Linked DNA regions of Macaca fascicularis: region 1 is linked to region 2. A link is a contact called in public Hi-C data. All regions are on one chromosome and are shown on one strand. The core of a region is the stretch at or near the end of the contact, and the rest is flanking DNA. Distances in the headings are between cores, read along the strand shown. Region 1 overlaps PDE4B (phosphodiesterase 4B). Region 2 overlaps PDE4B (phosphodiesterase 4B).

The links. Hi-C and Micro-C count contacts between places; a contact is called where the count stands out from the background.
Region 1: a contact with region 2 is called in a Hi-C map of liver, with 4 times the contacts expected there. The contact joins two enhancer-like sites. A contact is called at or near these places in 2 of 2 Hi-C or Micro-C datasets (liver and skeletal muscle).

The regions. Positions count from the first base shown.
Region 1 is chr1:168,402,722-168,409,199 of T2T-MFA8v1.1, reverse strand. All of the region lies in intron 6 of PDE4B (phosphodiesterase 4B), which reads left to right. Among named protein-coding and RNA genes, the nearest start is that of SGIP1, 270 kb to the right of the region's middle. Within about 2 kb of position 2,234, at least 5 of the 6 cell types and tissues checked have an H3K27ac peak or open chromatin away from gene starts, as enhancers often do. A contact at or near this core is called in liver, where this site is marked.
Region 2 is chr1:168,336,092-168,341,804 of T2T-MFA8v1.1, reverse strand. The region is part of intron 7 of PDE4B (phosphodiesterase 4B); the gene reads left to right. Among named protein-coding and RNA genes, the nearest start is that of SGIP1, 200 kb to the right of the region's middle. Within about 2 kb of position 1,929, at least 2 of the 6 cell types and tissues checked have an H3K27ac peak or open chromatin away from gene starts, as enhancers often do. A contact at or near this core is called in liver, where this site is marked.

The DNA of each region.
Region 1 (6,478 bases), core at 985-3,484, 67 kb before region 2:
GATCACAAGGTCAGGAGTTCAAGACCAGCCTGACCAACATGGTGAAACCCCATCTTTACTAAAACTACAAAAATTGCCAGGCGTGGTGGCACGTGCCTGCAGTCCCAGCTACTCTGGAGGCTGAGACAGGAGAATCTCTTGAACTTGGAGGCAGAGGTTGCAGTGAGCCGAGATCATGCCACTGCACCCCACCCCAGGTGACAGAGCAAGACTCCGTCTCAAAAAAAATACACACACACACCAGAAATACCCTTCTTCTCACTATCCAACCAAGGTTCTTATCAGCTCTCATGGCTCAATGCAAATGTCCTTTGCAAAGACATCTTATTTTTTCTTAAGTTGTCATAATTGCTCCTTATTTAAATTAAGGAGCAATTAAAGTTGCTATGGCAACAATTTAATTCTCTTAAACAATTTAATTTAATTCAAGGCTTCTTGTATGTCTCTCCCATTGGAGATAAAGCTCTTGAAGACAGGGACTATGGCTTATCTATCTTTTTATCACTCGTGGTGCTTTTGTGTAATTATTTTCACATAGTAAGAACACAGTAAGTGTTGAATTGACCAGGAGAAATACTAAAATTTAGGGACTTTATGTGAAGAAAAATACATATAAAATAAAATTTTAATAAAAAGCCAATATTTTTATCTCTATTGCTGTGAAAAGTATTCAAATTGTGTTTTTTCTCTATGAAAAGTTAGTTATTGCACTGAAGTTAATAGAGGTTTGAGACACACTCTGTAACTGCTTATATATGTTAGTGTGTTCATATAGGTTTTGAACAAAAAGAGTGAAATCTAAGAAGCTGGCATTTAGCACTTCGAATAAGAAAGCCAGAGTAGAGCAATGGAGAATTTTAAGCCCAGAAGGAACGAGGAAGTCATATGCTCCCAGGTTGAGGAGAAAGACACAGTAAATCCTCCTGGGGGTGTCGAAAATGCCAATGTTATAGTTTAATGAGCATCTGAATTTGTTTCACATTTTGCCTTTCACAAGCATAAATTCCAGGCTCTCCCTACATGGTGCTCAAGGATTGAAACAGAAAGGAAAAAAAACAGAAAAGAAGAAAGAAAACTCCAAAACAAGGGAGGAACTTGAATTCTGTCACCTGTACATATTCACAACAGAAAATTGAAGTAATTCTCAGGATTTCGGGTCCCAAAACGATTTGCAACAGGAAAATGGGGTGCATGCATACACACATGTGTGTGATAATTGTCCCCCTTTTGCCACGCCATCCTATCCTTTGCTCTTCAATAGTAATCATACATATGTCATGACAGTCAGAATTTACTGAAAAGATAAATTATCAAGTGTCAACTGTCTTTACAGAATGATTTTTTTTTGCTTTATAGAGGGACTGGAGAAGTATCCTTTTAATTACTAGCACATCTGAGTCATACAAATGTGTCTTAATGTAAAATAATATGTATCATGTATACAATATTTTAGCAGCCAACTTGATACATAAGGTGGGGTGCTCTCTACTAAATTTCTTTTTCTAAAATTTATCAGTAAATTTACTGAGCAGAAACATTATCACTGGAAACAGGTGAGATGTTATGAAAAACAACACAGAAGTCTATGGGTCACTGGAAATGACAGCGAACCATAGCAACAAAATGACTAGGGAATCACTTTGAGGACTTCAAGCCAGATTGCTGCAGATACTAACGATATGAAAGCCTGGATATCCATAGCCTTGATTTATGGTGGTTTTCAACACCAGCCAATTAGAATACATTTCAAGAAAAGACCGTGTTCGGAGAAATCTGATGAGACAGTATAGAGCTTTCCAGTAAAGCCTGAAATAGGTTGGCCTATGTGAGAAACAGGCTTAATTAAGGTTTTTCCAGTGCTCACGGAATGCATTTCTTTTAATATGTGTCTAGGCCATTCTGGGGAGGAATTGGCTTTTTACCAGTTGATAAAACAGAAGAAGAGGCTTTCTCTTTGGAAACATATTTCTCCATATGGGTTCTGCCCATAACTTTACTTGATTATGACTATCCTTCCAGAGGTTCATGTGAGTGTACCAGATGCAGGGTCTCTTCAAGTAGTGGACAAGAGGGTCAGTGAGTTATCTTCGATTTTAAGGAATTCAGAAAGTCATGACATTGATTCCATTCTCATTTTTTGCCAGAGCTTTCAGGACCTGTGATGAGACAGGGTCTATGTGTGCATGGGTAACGGGCTCTCTGAGAACCACAGCAATAGCCTGAGAGCAGTGCTGCATCAGATGACTGGAAATGAGGCCCAGCATAAGCAGAACCTTTGCTTGGTTTCTACATTAAGCAAGAACTGTCAGGCAAGATTACAACACTTATGGACAAATAGGAATAAAATCAATCTTGTGACCAAAAGCTGTGACCAGTCATGATAAAGGAAGGATTGGAGGGAATTATAAGAAAAAAGAAAAAGGAAAGAAAAGAAAGGAAAGGAAAAAGAAAAAGTCAGAAATATCAAACGATGTTTTCTTCCTTATTCTGAATTATGAGTGCTGAATTATTGCAATAATTGCCTTAATTACTCACCTTTAGTGTTTAGACAGCCTGCATAGAAAATGATAGCACAAATGCACCAGAAAAGCCCCAGTTATTTTGAGAATAATTTCCAAATGATTGTTTTGTAATAATTGTTTTTGTCTAAAATAGCCCTCTTGTGAAAGTTTACCACAGAGCATCAACATTGAGCTGTTTATATTGATTTGCAGTTATTTCATACGTATCTAAAATTAAGTATTGGTAGTCATAAAAACGTTAATACCTCAGCTAAAGTGCAAACGTTAAAATGTTTCCCTTAAGCAGGTATTGTCAAATATAACATCCTGCTTATTATGGTTATTTCACTAGTTCAAAATTAATTTGCAAATTTAGCATAAGTATTTCTTCTCTTTGAATGAAACCGATGAGACCTGCATCTAAGTTCTCACTAGCTGCCTGAACAGTGGAGTCCGTTCCGTGTTGACTCCACTTCACATTTTTGTACTGCTGAGAAACACCATCCACCCACCCTCCCCTTGAAAGTTGGAATCATGCATGTTAGTAAGTATTTCAGTTATGCTATTGACGTCAATGGAGTCATTAAATAGATTGCTGGCCCTCCCAGAGGCAAATCGCTGCCAGGGACCTAGATACAGACACGTTTTTTACAAAGACAACCATCAGGTTTTGCTATAGCAGTAAGCCAGAGAAAGGAAAAAGTTTATACTGTAGCAGACCTATCTCCAAACACAGTTTCTTTCTTTCTTTTGCATTTTAATTCCGGCCTTTCTTTCTCTTTGGTTACAGTAGGCTGGAGCAGATACCCAGATATTGTTGCCTGAATGTTTTGTGTGCAAAAGCATCTCCTGTAATTGAGACCTTGAAGGGAAGTACCCCATTTTCAAAAATGAGTCTCACCTTTTGCTCTACACAGCCCAGTTGACTTGGTTGCATAAATTATCTAGGCAAATCACTATTGTCTGCCAGTAAGGTTGTGTTTGATATATATAGTTCCCTGAATAAACAGTCTCCTCCAAACACACACACTTGTGTCCTTTCTGCCATCTCTGCGTGGCATGTAGCTGCATCCCCTCATCTATGAATCAACCTTTATGCAGCTAGCACTGTGCTGTAGCATTGGGGATCTGCAGCAAAGGGTGGAGGAGGAGGCTGGGAAGAAACTTCACTTCTCTCAGCTCAGCTGCCTCATCCGCAGCGCTCCCACAGGAGGCTGTCCACGTGCCTGTGTCCTCCCAAACCCTAGCTGCTGCCTGCCTGCAACCTGGTCCTGCAGCTCCCAGGCGTGGCAGGCAGAACCCTTTAGGAAACATCTGCCTCTTTCTGGGCATTCTTGACAGCTCTATTTACCTGCACAGCCCCAGGAGTCAGAGCCAGAGATTCGCCTCACACATCTGGACTCTTCCACCTCCAGGATTGAAGTTAGGGAGACATCTGGAGCAGACAAATTTCTTCAAATCTGATTGTCAGAAATTATCCCCTTGGTTTTAGAACCTATTTCCCCCCTCAGTCCTGTTCCTTAATTCCCCGGACACCCCCAACCCCCATTACTTACCGATAAGTTTGTATATAAATGCCAGACACCTGACTACCTCTGGTAACCCCTTTTGGTTCATCTGGAGACCCAAATTCATTCCCCTACGCAACTGTCCTTTTTCCTGTTTTCCTGACTTTGAGTAGCATCTTCATCATCCACCCTTTTATCTCCCTCTTCGCCTACCACAGTCAACTCCTTTAGTCTTTTTCTCTAATCTTTCTTTTTCCTTTTCTCCCCTACTTCCTCTGCCTTTGTTTATTGTTCCATCATCCTGTACTTAAAGTATTATGGTGGTCCTCCAACTTGTTATTATTGTCCTCATTCTTTCCCCACTCTAAACCAGCTTCCATTCTGGTATTAGAATTCTTCTTTTTTGGGGCGTGGGGGGAGCGGGGGATGGGGTCTTACTCTGTTGCCAGGCTGGAGTACAATGGCATGATCTTGGCTCACTGCAATCTCAGCCTCCCTGCAACCTCAGCCTCCTGGGTTCAAGCGAATTTCCTGCCTCAGCCTCCCATTTAGCTGGGACTACAGGCACCCGCCACCATGCCCAGCTAATTTTTTGTATTTTTAGTACAGTCAGCGTTTCACCATGTTGGCCAAGTTGGTCTCAATCTCTTGACCTTGTGATCTGCCCACCTCAACCTTCCAAAGTAGAACTATTCTTATAAACCCCAGTTATGGTTATATTATTTTCTGTTTTAGCTACACTTTGCCTTCAAGATAAGACCTAAATGTCTCGCCAGGCATGCAAAAGCCTTTAGAATTTTGCTCTCCCTCTTTGTCATCATTTCCCACTTTACGCTGCCACCCCCCTGCACAACTGATGGCTGAAGTGCACTGAGTATATGTCCCTGAAATACACCAGGATCTTCTTGCTTTCCTGCTTTCATATATGCTGTTTCTTCTACCTGGTTGCCTTTTCCCCAAAATGTCATTTACATATTCAGCTCAGGGATTTTTTCTCATATTGTCACTGTGAACAAATTCTATATATCATCTGATTCTTGGATTCAGGATTAAAATAAATATATAGTCTCAATTCAGGGCCTGGCCCCTGATATATACTATACGCATAGGAAACACTACTTCCTTTACCCATTTCCATCTGGAAAGTGCCTTTTAATCCTTCATCTTCTTAATATACCTCCTGCAATTCATCCAAAATTACTGTTAATTATATCTCAAAATCTCTGTTATTATACTTATCATACTGTATTGTAATTATTTCATTTTTTCCCATTCTAAACTAAAAGCATCCCAAGTTCAAATACTAATAATCTTTTTCTATATCCTCAATTTATAGCATAAAGCCTGGAACATAGTAAATGCTCAATAAATATTTATGAAATGAACAAATAAGGATGAATAATGCCCATGCCTGAACCAAATAAGATTAGAAAGGAACTGAGACTCAAGTTCAGCTTTGTTCAGACTTTCTGAAATATCTGCTAGCTCTCAGGACATGTACATAGTGCTGACATCCCTTGCTAATCTTGACAACATCTGACTTTCAAGGCACTTGAAATGAACTCTTTGTTATCCATTACTTCAGGAAGAAGTGGCAGTGTTAAAAGAAATGGAAGAAAATTAAGCAACTAAATATGAATTTTTATCATACTATATTGTTCTCTTAGTGCCTGGCATTGTACTTGTCACAAAGTAGGCACTCAAGTAGCATATTGAATGGAATTGGTTTGAGAACTCAGTTCATCCTTCAGATAAGTTACTTTTCTGAGACTCACTTTTCTTTTCTGAAAAATGGGCTTTTTTTTTTTTTTTTTTTTTTTTTTTTTTTGAGACAGAGTTTCACTCTTGTTGCCTAGGCTAGAGTGCAATGGTACAATCTCAGCTCACTGCAACCTCTGCCTCCCAGGTTCAAGTGATGAATCTCCTGCCTCAGCCTCCCAAGTAGCTGGGATTACAGGTATATGTCACAACACCCAGCTAATTTTTTAAATATTTTTAGTAGAGACGGGGTTTCACCATGTGGGTCATGCTGGTCTTGAACTCCTGATCTCAGGTGATCCACCCTCGTCGGCCTCTCAAAGTGCTGGGATTACAGGCATGAGCCAGAGTGCCTGGCCAAAAATGGGTATTTTAATATGCTATATGTTAAGATTGTTGTGAGGGCTAAACGAGAAAAACTTTATATAGTGATTAAAGGTGGAGACTCTGGAGTCAGACTGCCTCTTTCAAATTCCAGCTACACCACTTTGTGACCTTGGGACAAATTGCTTAACCTCTGTATGTCCTAATTGCCTCATCTCCAAAATTAGGATGAAAATTGTGTGTTTTGGTTGTAAGAATTCAATATGTTAACATGTATAAAACACGTAGAACGTCCCAGTGTTGGTATTGGTGTTATTAGCATTACGTAACATGCCTCAGATAATACCCAGCACATAGCAAGCTGCCAATATGTGGTAGCTAAGATCC
Region 2 (5,713 bases), core at 680-3,179:
TTTGAGTGTCAATATGCTGTAGTATTCTAATCCCATTCATGCCTAGAGTGCTGGAAATAGACATTGACTGTCTTGCAAATTTATAAAAACAATCTTATTCAGCATAGTAGTTAGTAAGGCTCTGAGACCAGGCACTCTGTAGATACGGGTGAGGATTCCAATCCCTCAGGCTTCCGCTCCTCCTTTATGGTGTTGTGTGCAGGAAGCAATGAAAGTTGAATAGAGCTAACCCTAACAAAAGGGCTAACCTTCAATGCTGACACAGTTAGCTTAAGTAAAAAGCATGCAGCCTCAGTCATTTTCTAGATCTACAGTGGAAAGATTGTCAGGCAAAGCAATTATTTAGTGCATGAATGATGCCCAACTGACAGCTAAGAATAAATTTTAAAAATATCTCTTTTTACTACCTTTTAAAAGATTATTGATTATTCAGATAATTGTCTCAGGTTAAACTTAAGCATAACATGCACCATGACACGTATGATATAAGGCAATGAGGCCAGGGTGTGGTGGCTCACACCTGTAACCACAGCACTTTGGGAGATTGAGGCAGCACTTTGGGATTGCTTGAGCCCAGGAGTTCGAGATAATGCAATGCAAACATTTTTGTGACCACCAGAAAGAAATTGATCTGCACCCGTTCTTTGGGAACTGAATTATCCGTGGCAAAAAAAAAAAAAAAAAAAAAAAATTATATTGCATATTCACTTTTCAATGTTGTTGAAACTATCTGAGATTTCCATCCAAGTTGAAGTTGACATTTTAAAACTTTATCCTGATCATCACTCCCATTACTATGTAGTCTTATTTGGCCATATTTTGCTTACCCTTATCAACTAAGGAGCCAGGGTAAAAGTCTCTGAGTTTAAGATCTGGAAGTGATGTGAAGACATGTTATAGAGGGCGTGTACCTATCAGCAGTATCCACTACATTTTTGCAAAAACTCTGTGTTCCTAGTTCTGTTTCAGCTAAGTGCCCATTAAGTTTTGTTTGCAATATCTGATCTTAAGAATGGTGATAGGTGAAATCGTGTAATGCTGAGGGGTATTTGGGAATTACATAAGTGCAGTCTACATGCCACTGGTAGAGAGTTAATTGTGTTTGGTGGAGGAAGAGCAAGCATCTTTCATCTTTACTTCATCTAGCTAGGGTTGTGCTTTTTCAGTTTGTTTGTTTTCCTTAATCCTTTAAATTCTGAAGAAAACTGAGTGACTCAAATCTCCTAAAAGACTTTCTCAAATGTATTTCATAGCCCAGAGAGTTAGATGAGAAACATCGTCCTCTCTTTGGCCCAAATTTCTCTGATCCCTTAATGCTGGCCATGGTCCAAATGGAATTCCAGAATTTTAGAGAACGATGCTGCCAGGTACTTTAGTCTTGTAAATTATTTTCCTCCAAGAATTACTAGAAGATGGAATAAGTTCAGCAGAAGTTTTACAAGGCAATGGTATTGTTATTTAACATGAAAAGGATGGCTAGTGAACCTCCTGCCAGCTGCCCAAATTCGATTAGACATGTTAGAGCTAGCTGTTTTGCTTAACGATAGATTGCCTTCTTAGAATTGTTCATTAATTTTGTGTTTCAATTTTCATCACCTCCTGAATTAGAAGAATTGTCTTACACTTCAGCAAAATGCATCAGAGCATGAGTTCCTCAGTGGCAAAACAGTCAGATGTTTTGAAAACAGGATGCTTTGGCTCTCCATTATAAAAAGAGGAACGGAAAGAGAAACAGTATAGAAAGGAAGAAAGCAAATAGCCTCAGCAGGGTCCCCAGCCCAGCAACGGCATAAACAGTGACCTATCTTCCTGACCTTCACTGTGGCTCAGTTCCTGACCTCGTGTCACCAAAGCCAACCGACGTCATTAGAGGAGGATAGGAGGAATGGCGCAGCTGCTGTGAGGGTGACTAGAATTTCCTGTCTCCTTCCTGACAGACGCAGTCAGAAAAGTACAGGGTTGCAACAACAGTGGCTGAGGAAGGAGCAACCCAGAACAATCCTAGGGAGGCTAATTGTGACTGACGGGGAATGGGGAGGTGTTCCTTCCCTCATTGTACTGAGAAACCTAGTTTCTCACCTAGAATTTTCAGGTGAAAAACGTCAAAAGGGTCATTCTTACCCAGAATGCTAAATGTTTTTCAAAGGATGAACATGCTGTGGTATTCAGAAAGGAGCTATGTTCAAGCAACTAGTCACTGTCTTCACTTCCCCCACAAACGCCCTCCACTGTCCTTTTCGTTCTCCATTGGTTTTGCTCTGGGACTGTTTTATATGTAGTACAAAGGTTGGGTGCTGCTGGGTGAAAATGGATATTCTGTTGTTGAAAAGAGTGGCCCTGTGTATTAGTACTTTTTTTTTGTTTAGAATGAAGTGTTAGGACCTAGCACTTGAATAAATGTTTGCTAAGATAGAAATGGGAGATAGATGGTCCTTTTTCTCTTAAGGCATTGTGAAGTTGGCTACAGATAACCATCATGGGGAAGTGAGTCCTCCTGGCTATGCAGGCTTATTTTTCCAGTTCTTCGGGTGCAGCCATACTAGAGTACTAAACAGGGAGCACGAAGGCAACTAATTGCCAGTGCTCTTGGGTGTGCGGGATAAAGTCACACAATTCTACCAGGCCCCAAGCCAGCTGGGAATTAGGCTGCATGACACTGGATGGTGATCATGACAGGCTGATTGCCCTAATGAGGGGTAAACCATTTTGTATTTAACTGAATAATCAATAACTATGGAAAATGCCAGCTCCTGCAGAACTGATAGGAAATAGATCTTACTGGCCAGTGGATTCATGTTAGAGCTCCATAAGAGAGAAGGTAGACAGGTGTTCAGTCCTTGAAAGGAATATTCATGCCACTTTTGCCTAAAATGTAATGATATGATTGCAGCAGTGCCACCCTAGCATAAGATGGATCCTTTTCCTGGGCTCTGTGCTGTAATCAGAGGGCCTTAGCCTGGCCTTCCTTCTGCTGCCCTCCATCCCAGGAAGTGAGGAGTTGGCCGGGCCAAGGGAGCAGCTTTGCTCCCCTCTCTAAACTACATTTTGCATCTGCTGGACCCCCACATTCTCTGTCCAGATGGCTTTGAACCCACTTCCCAGCCATACAAGCCTCTTCCTGGAATGTGCTGCAGGCATACACACCCTTAGACCTAAGGAGTTTAACCAAGAGGCAGCAATGACAGGTGTGAAGACACTTGTGTAGAAGGAATTTAGGCAACCAGGTGGTGGTCCAGGGCTCACACCAGCTGCTCACAGGTCCCTGGAGATGGAAGGGCATGGGGAAAGAGGGCCAACCCATATCCAAGGAGTTCAAGAATTTGAAATTCAACCTGACCTTCCAGGCTATTATGGAGGAATATCTGTCAAAGTACAAGTAAAGGAGATAGCTCAATGTATATCTTTGTATATTTAGACTTATGGTTTGTAGCCCCACGTGTGTTAGAGGTGAGCCTGGATTAGAGGGCAGAATAGAATTCTGGTAGCCAGGTGGGCACTCATACATTTTTTTTTTGGTTCAAATTTTCTCTCTTTACTGCTCAGATTTATATAGACTAAATTATGGAGGGAGCAAAATAAAGTGAAGAGAGCTTGGAAATAAGCCATGAGTTTGAGTTCTAGCTCTGCCTTCCCTTAGGTATAGTATTATAGACAATAAAACTATTTAGAATCTTTCCATTTTCTCTTCTGTAAAACAAAATAGTTGGAAAAGACTCAGCTCTTCAGTTTATTGATTGAATAATATTAGTAAACAACAGAACTACCTTTACAGATGTATGCAGTCATTGTGCTAAGCTCTTTACCTCATTCTATAATCAATATTCACAGTAACCCTTTGAAATAGGTACTGTTATTATTCCTGCTTCACAGACGAGTAAAGTGAGGCATAGAAAGTTGAAATAACTTGCCTAAGGTAAATCATAGAGCCAGGAATCACACCCAGTTCATCTGACTTACTATCAATGATCCCAATGAGGCATATAAAGATAGAAAAAAGTTTAGAGTTATTTAGTAATTCTTCTAAGGGGATTTTGGATTGGTTGGTGGGTGATCTTGTTCTTTCAACTGTGGCAAGCATTAGGGAGGCCTGGTTCAAATTTATATTCTGTAGCTACCATACTCACAACCTCTAGGATAGCCATTAATTGCCCTAGGCTCAGTCTTCTTGCCTGGGAAGCAGTGTCTCCTAACATAGATAAGGGTAAAGAGCAATCACAATTATAGAAAATGGTTATAAAGTGCTCATAAAAATGCAAATAATGGTATTAAACTAATCCATTTCCTATTTCAGATCAATTTGCTAACTTCAAGATCTGTTTCTTAAAATTCTCCAACATGGCCTAAGATAAGATAATAAAGGTTCGTTCAAAGGACTATAGACTACCCCCAAATTCCCTTTTTCCCTGCTTCTCAAAATAAAAAGGGAAATAGAGATAAGCTATTCTTACTTTTTTAATTTATATTATCATTCAAATAATTGGGGCAATTTCATTTTATGCCACAACCTTTCCAAGGCATGGAACATGACCATAAAATAGAATTAATGCTTCAGTAATATGTAAGAGAAATTTTTGGAGGTAACATGTCCACTGTTTTTCTTGGGCTTTGTCTTCAAATAAAGATGAAAGAGAAGGTTAAGCTATTTATTCTTTGTCAATGTTTCAGTTACTCTTTCTATGACAAAATGGAGTTGTACTAGTGAGTATTAGTATTAGTGCAATTCAGTATTCCAAGTTCTAGTCTTCTCAAAACTTAGCAAATCACAGAGTTTGAAGGTTATTTGGTGCTTTGTAATAAGTTTGATTTGTAATCTGTTTTGTTTTATTTAAATAGTTCTTCATTGGTTTTAACAGAACCATTTCCTTTACTCAATGGCAATCCATTTGACCCAATCATTCTGCCTAACTCACTTGAAAGTCCCCAAGTGAGCAAGTCTCCAAAAAGCAAGCAGATATGAAGTAAGAGGACATTGCCTTTGATTGTTTTACCTCTGGTTAGCTGACGAGAGAGCATAATAGTCTCAAAATCTGATACATAAATCACTTTAAGGTGACCATCTTTCTCCACATTAGGGAAAAAATAATAGCTATGTTTAGATTGTCAAATATAAATGTAGAACACTAGTCTTGAAAAATAGAATTCAACACATTAGCAGAATAAATGTTTGGTCTCTATTTTTAAAAAATAATTCTTTCTCATCTTTTTAAAACTTTTTTGGTTTTTTTTTTTTTTTTTTTTTTTAAATATGTCCCAGTCTAAAAGGCTCGTAGGTTCTATGCCATTGTTATCTATGAAAGAAAAACCAAGGGTGGAGCTTGCATTTGCATTTTTCTTCCAAAACATTTTTCTTCTGAGTAAAAGTGTGCTCAACAAGTAGAGATAGCTCAGATATCTGGAAACCAGGACTTACTAAACAAGAAGATGCCAGGGCAAATTTGTGCTTCAGTCAATAGGTTTCACGCTCTTGAAGGCACGGTGCCAGTTGTCAATGTGCTTTCCTGAGCATCCTTTCCCTCTAGCATTTTTCAGGGACCTACCAGCCCCTCTCTGTCTTGCGCACTTGTACGTGATGTTTCCCTCAAGTGGTGCCAAACTGTTTAGTCTCTTGGATATTTCACTGTAACTTCCTTTGTTTGATTGACTTTAAAGTAGCCAAGTGCTTCCACAAAGAAAGGACTCTTAAGTTATTTAGAAATGAAGAAGACAGTAAAAT